2 separate regions of the Mus musculus genome follow, and region 1 is linked to region 2. A link is a contact called in public capture Hi-C data. All regions are on one chromosome and are shown on one strand. The core of a region is the stretch at or near the end of the contact, and the rest is flanking DNA. Distances in the headings are between cores, read along the strand shown. Region 1 overlaps Camk2d (calcium/calmodulin-dependent protein kinase II, delta). Region 2 overlaps Camk2d (calcium/calmodulin-dependent protein kinase II, delta).

Region 1 (2,700 bases), core at 159-2,658, 150 kb after region 2:
ATTTGTATTGTTAAGAATGGGACAGTGATTGCTTTTATGCAGTTCAGTAATTTGCTGTAGAATGTCATCCAAGTGGCTGATAATGTTATCAGGTTTCCACTTTTCCTTGATTCAGAGGACACCCTTTAGTTTGTACTTGGGTTTGAACTGCACAGTCAATGTGTACAAAGACGTGTCAGTGTGGTGTGTTCTGCGTTATTGTGTGTCAGGTGACAGCTTATTGGGGACTTGGGGCTGCCAGGCAAAAGATTTACTCTAATCTGATTAGCAGCTGACGAAATTAGTAAGCGTCTAGTAAGAGTAGCATCCTTGGTGCCTTTTAACATGGCAATAAGTAAAGGGTCCTTCTCTAGAGTGGGTGGGTGGAAATAGAGTTCACAGTTACCAGTTCCCCAGAGGATCTTAAACTTCTTTGTAAGCTCCTCTGCCCCTCCCCAGAGTCTTCTTACAGTAAGCAGTTTATTTTATGTCATGGGTCAACTTTGTTCCCCCGTCTCCTCTTGGAGCTTGCATTCATTTTCTTATCCCTGTGTCGTACAGGAAGCACCCCTTCTAAATCACTGGTACGTGTGTCCTTCCTCTTTTTTTGAAATCCCTGTTTCACTTACCACTTCGTCTGTGTCTACCCTCTCGTTTCAACCCGTTTGCTTGTGACCTCAGATCTCAAACAGTTTGGATTGTGTATGACAAGCACATGGAAATTGGGCATCTCTAGATAATCTTTCCAGACCATTTTGGGAACTAAAGCATCCAATTTCCTTTCAGAATATGAACCTCAATTTCTCTCACCTCTGCTTTTATCTGTAGACCAACAAGAGGAAGCACAGCTTAAATTGTTTTGTCTGACTATGTCACAAATTCTATGTTGGATGTCATTTTAGTAAAAATCAGATTTAGCTTTATTCAACGTTATTTAAATGCTGGTGTAAAGCTAAGAAAAGTGTGAATAAATATAATTTTGTTTGTTTGTTTTGTTTTGTTTTGTTGGAACCTTCATTTTATTTATTTTTTTTAATCCAATGTGATTATGTGCCTTTAAAATGTTCTCCCTCCCATTCTGCCCTTGTATCTTTGCAGTCATTGTATACAACAGATTCTAGAGAGTGTAAATCATTGTCACCTAAATGGCATAGTTCACAGGGACCTGAAGGTCAGTATATGGAGTCCATAAATCTGAATCAAAGAAGTTTCTTTGGTTTTATTCTTCTGGGGAAAGGGCAGAGGTCGGGGGGCTGCATTTCAAATGGTGTTCAAAATGCCTTTCCCAACTCTATCTTGAAATGAATAATGAATGACAATGCATGCTGCCTTTTCAGTTTGCTCATCTACAGGCTACATATACATCATAGCAGGAAGGGAAGAACAACATCAATACGGCACGCCGTTTCCAAGCAGTAAATTACCAGAGGCGATTAGAGGGCAGGCTTTCCTGAATTGTCCAGCATTGGCCTGGAATGAACTTGGTCTGTGATGTATGTCCGCCTGTAGATTTAAACACCACTTCTGTTCTGAGGCCATGGGTTGCTGAAGCAGGACGACTGGCTACACATTGCTCACCTGAGCCTGACAAACCCCAGGCAAAGGGTAATGATTGCCAGCTAGACTGCATGCAGCTCAAGAAGTCCATGATTGTCAAAAATTCATGACGCGTCCTCACTTAAATCCAATGGTGCCTTGTGTGCTATTGGGACTTTTAGAACCATACTTGAAAAATGGGAAAGAATTGGCAAAGATTTTATGTGGATAAAGTGATAGCATACCACAACTACAGAGATAACATTTGTGTTCCTGTTCGTTTTCTGGAAGAATTTATAACCAGGAAATGAGCTCTAGAACAAAATGATATTGTCCACATAGATTCTCATCATGGCTCTTGGCTGGTCATATCCTCACTGTTCCGAGGTAGTAGTCATTCTCCTTGAGCAATGTGTTTCTATTACTGAAGGAGGTCAACCACAACACAAGTTGTCTGCTAGCTTTGCTCTCTAACCCGGTCTCTCTGAGGGTATACAGACAGTGAGTGTAAGCTTGGGAACTAACACACGCCCCCTGGTGTTTGCATGCAGTCATTGCATTCAGCAGATCCTGGAGGCTGTGCTACACTGCCATCAGATGGGCGTAGTCCATCGGGACCTAAAGGTGAGTAAAGCTGTTGGAGAAGATGAAGAAAGAGCCACACAGTTTCTAATGACTGTTCAGCTGCAGTTATGCCCGGAAAGGCAAACACTCAAGCAATATGTGGACTCGTTCCATACATGAATCCAAGTGCTTCCTCTACCACAGCCTCCATTCAGCTCCTAACATATCCTTGAAACTGATAAATTCCTGTCTTTCAGAAAGGAATAGTTTGCTAACGTTAACAATAAGTAACGTGCTTTATTTCCATACCCCAGGGAATGGGCATGGAATTTAACTTGACTTTAAGATTTATGATTTTCAGTACACTTTGATCATACATGATATTTTACATTTATACTATATATCTAACATTATATAAATAATCTTAAAAAGTATTAACACAGCTTAGGTTCAGTGATTAAGTGCCATTTTGAGCCCTGAACTCTTTTCCCTCCTATTAATTCTTAGAATTCTAGGACTGTAGGCTTATTGATTCTTTTATTTGAATTTCTACAAATAAAAATACTGAGGTCTCTTAAAAATAAGGAAGGAAAGAGATTGTATCAGAGCAAGCATATCAAT
Region 2 (2,700 bases), core at 173-2,672:
GAGATGTTAGCTGGGCTGGTTATCTTAGCTCTTCCCCTTTCCTTATTTTTCTTTTTACTCAATGAGCCCATGCATTTCAAGAAATGTGGCCCTAGTAGAGTATGTTCTCTTGTCGGTTTTCTGGTGTCAATCATGAAGGTGCCAGTTTTAATGCCCAACCTTCTGGGCTGCAGCTGGTCCTGCACAGGAAGCCACTTTGGCATTAATATTTCAGGTTTCCTCTCTCCTGCCATCAACCCAGAGTCCTGAACAATTGGCACTGTTCAATCGACATGCTCATGAATATCCGTGTATGCTACATATTCAGAAAAGTTACTATGGAATGATAAAATCTGTGAAATCTCTGCACCCAAGTAGAAGGGCAGCCTAGCATATTCTCGGATATTCTCTAACTAGAGAATGATGCAGGGTTCTGCAAGTTTTAAAGGCATTCTGCACTAAACACTTCTGTAACTTTTCCTCTGGAGTCCACTCTGAAGTAAGAATCAGCAGAGGGTTTTCCATGCTCATTTAAAATTTTATTTACAAAAAGCTAAGAGGAAAAACAATTAGAAACAAGTGAATTAAATTAATAATCACTTGTTACCAATATCCCAAATAAGATGTTTAAGATATACTTGGTTGTCTGTATTGTTTCCTAGGAGTTTGTGTATACAGACTTTATTTTATATCCTAGCCTAGTGCTGAAATAAATATTCAATGTCTATTTAAAAAGTTAACAGCGAGTGTTAAGAAATCGTATGCTCTCTGTGTATTACAGAACTTAGGTGAGATTCCTCCTATTTAAAACTTAAGGTTGTTGTTTCCTTAAAAATAGCATCCTTTCATGTAAAGGCAAGTTGAACACGTGCTCTCCTTTGCACATGTTTGGCCTGGCCCTTGGCTTCCCATTGTTGAGTCATGAACAAAGTGAATCTGTCAAATAATCAGTTTATGAAGAGGAATTTATAGAATCCCATACTGGAGAAGCCACAGGTTTGAGCAGGGCTTTTATGCGTCTACGTTCATAAAAAGATGACTCGGCCTTTTCTCTTTCTGTGAGAACACACCAAGCAATGACTCCCATCCCCACAGTTCTGCTTTTAGACTTGTAACTAAGATTTCAATAGATGAAGTAGCAATTTCCAATAGTTTTAGCATTGGTGTTATAATTCGCGCACGTGTCTAGCACGTTGACTTTTCATTTGAAAAACTGGAGCATATAGAAAACAAACTCAGCTGAAGAAGGCAGGAAAGGGGCTCAGTTTAGCCATTGAAGGGGATTTGTATTTGCTGAGAATGGGCTTTTAGGTTGAACCAGCCTCTAGTTCCTCTTCGATGCTTCCTTTGTGGTCTTTGTGACCAGACATTTAATGTGTCAGAGGCATCAGGGGCTCAGGAGTCCTTCCCTAAACACCATGCAGCTGTCACAGGTCAAGGAGAAATACTGAGACTCATTTGAAATCGCTCAGAAGCCCCATTCCATGGAATGGTTCTGGCTGTGGATCGCCCATCACACCATCTGCCATTAGGGCCCAGCTTTGTACTTTCTGCCCATGCAGGGTTCCTGCTCTGCTTCGGAGCATCTCACAGTGACTTGTCACAACATACACGGAGTCTTTCGCTTCGTTCGTTTAGGCTGTATGTTTGTGTGAATGTTTACTGTTGGTCTGAACTCACTTGTAAGCGGTAACCAGTCCTGTCTTTTATTAATATCCATGTATATATGCTAGGTAGATGTGTGTATTTTACGTGATGCACAGCACAGAAGAGATACCTATAGTTCCAAATACATGGAATGAACTTAAGCTCCAAGGGCAGAAAAAATTCAAAGTTCAGCTTCTTTTGTTTGAATGTGTGAAAAGTCAAACTTCAAATAATTTAAGAAAGTATAGAATGCAAAAAAAATTTACAATCTTAAATGGAAAGTCTAGTGGAACAAACATTAGGCTTGAACTGAAATCTCTGCTGTGAGTATGGTTATCATATCTCTTACCTGATTCCCATTATGTGAGTTCACATCATGTGATAGCTCGACCAGGACAGACTAGGAAAGTCAAAAGTTATTCGGGTCAGCAAGCTCTCAAATTGTGCAAGGCCTTTGCAATTTAATTACTCCTGGCAGCCTTCAGTTCATACTAATAAACTCTGTGAACTACTTGTAACTGACACCTCTGTGAATTAATACACTTGTGATTTAAGGCAGATTCATTAAAAAGTCTTATTGAATCCAAAATAATTTAACCTTTAACACAGGAAACACCAGTGTAATCCCCCAGCAGTGGATTGCTTTGACCGTAAGGAGAAAGATGTTGTTACTCCTAGGTGCCTAGACTATAGACTAGAAAGTAGAATGACCCACTTCTTGTCATCCAGAGGGGTCAGAGGGAAGGAGTGGGGCACAAGTCTCATGTCAGTCATTAAGTATTTTCCCAGGAATCTGTGGACTTAAAACAAGGGGTAGAACTTGTAGGATGGAGCAGAAATCCTTACTCAGATAATTTTCATGATTTGAAGCACTGCTTGCTTCTATCCTTAGAAAATAGCAAGCTAGGGATAACTTGATTAATGAACATAATATTACATAGCACTTAGGAAAAGAGCATTATGTATTGGTGTTATTTTTTTTTTAGTCTCCACAAACATTAATAACAGCAACAGCAATGACATTTAGATTGCATTCCAAAGCCTTTTGCAACTAGAAACAATTTTAATTTTATA

Evidence for each region. Capture Hi-C pulls out chosen DNA fragments and counts their contacts.
Region 1: a capture Hi-C map of bone marrow-derived macrophages shows a contact between it and region 2, with 2.6 times the contacts expected there. The contact joins two enhancer-like sites. A contact is called at or near these places in 1 of 15 datasets of contacts at CTCF or cohesin (the NIH/3T3 cell line), 5 of 484 Hi-C or Micro-C datasets (bone marrow-derived macrophages, embryonic fibroblasts, myocytes and 2 more), 5 of 115 datasets of contacts at active chromatin or transcription factors (the 230-238 cell line, bone marrow-derived macrophages, cardiomyocytes and 2 more) and 4 of 9 other capture datasets (adipose tissue, bone marrow-derived macrophages, liver and 1 more).

Annotation. Positions count from the first base shown.
Region 1 is chr3:126,769,708-126,772,407 of GRCm38.p6, forward strand. Camk2d (calcium/calmodulin-dependent protein kinase II, delta) reads left to right here. Exons shown (of 21, transcript NM_001346635.1): 6 at 1,078-1,150. Among named protein-coding and RNA genes, the nearest start is that of Gm15551, 100 kb to the left of the region's middle. Within about 2 kb of position 1,409, at least 49 of the 459 cell types and tissues checked have an H3K27ac peak or open chromatin away from gene starts, as enhancers often do. A contact at or near this core is called in bone marrow-derived macrophages, where this site is marked.
Region 2 is chr3:126,624,344-126,627,043 of GRCm38.p6, forward strand. The region is part of intron 2 of Camk2d (calcium/calmodulin-dependent protein kinase II, delta); the gene reads left to right. Among named protein-coding and RNA genes, the nearest start is that of Camk2d, 29 kb to the left of the region's middle. Within about 2 kb of position 1,423, at least 49 of the 459 cell types and tissues checked have an H3K27ac peak or open chromatin away from gene starts, as enhancers often do. A contact at or near this core is called in bone marrow-derived macrophages, where this site is marked.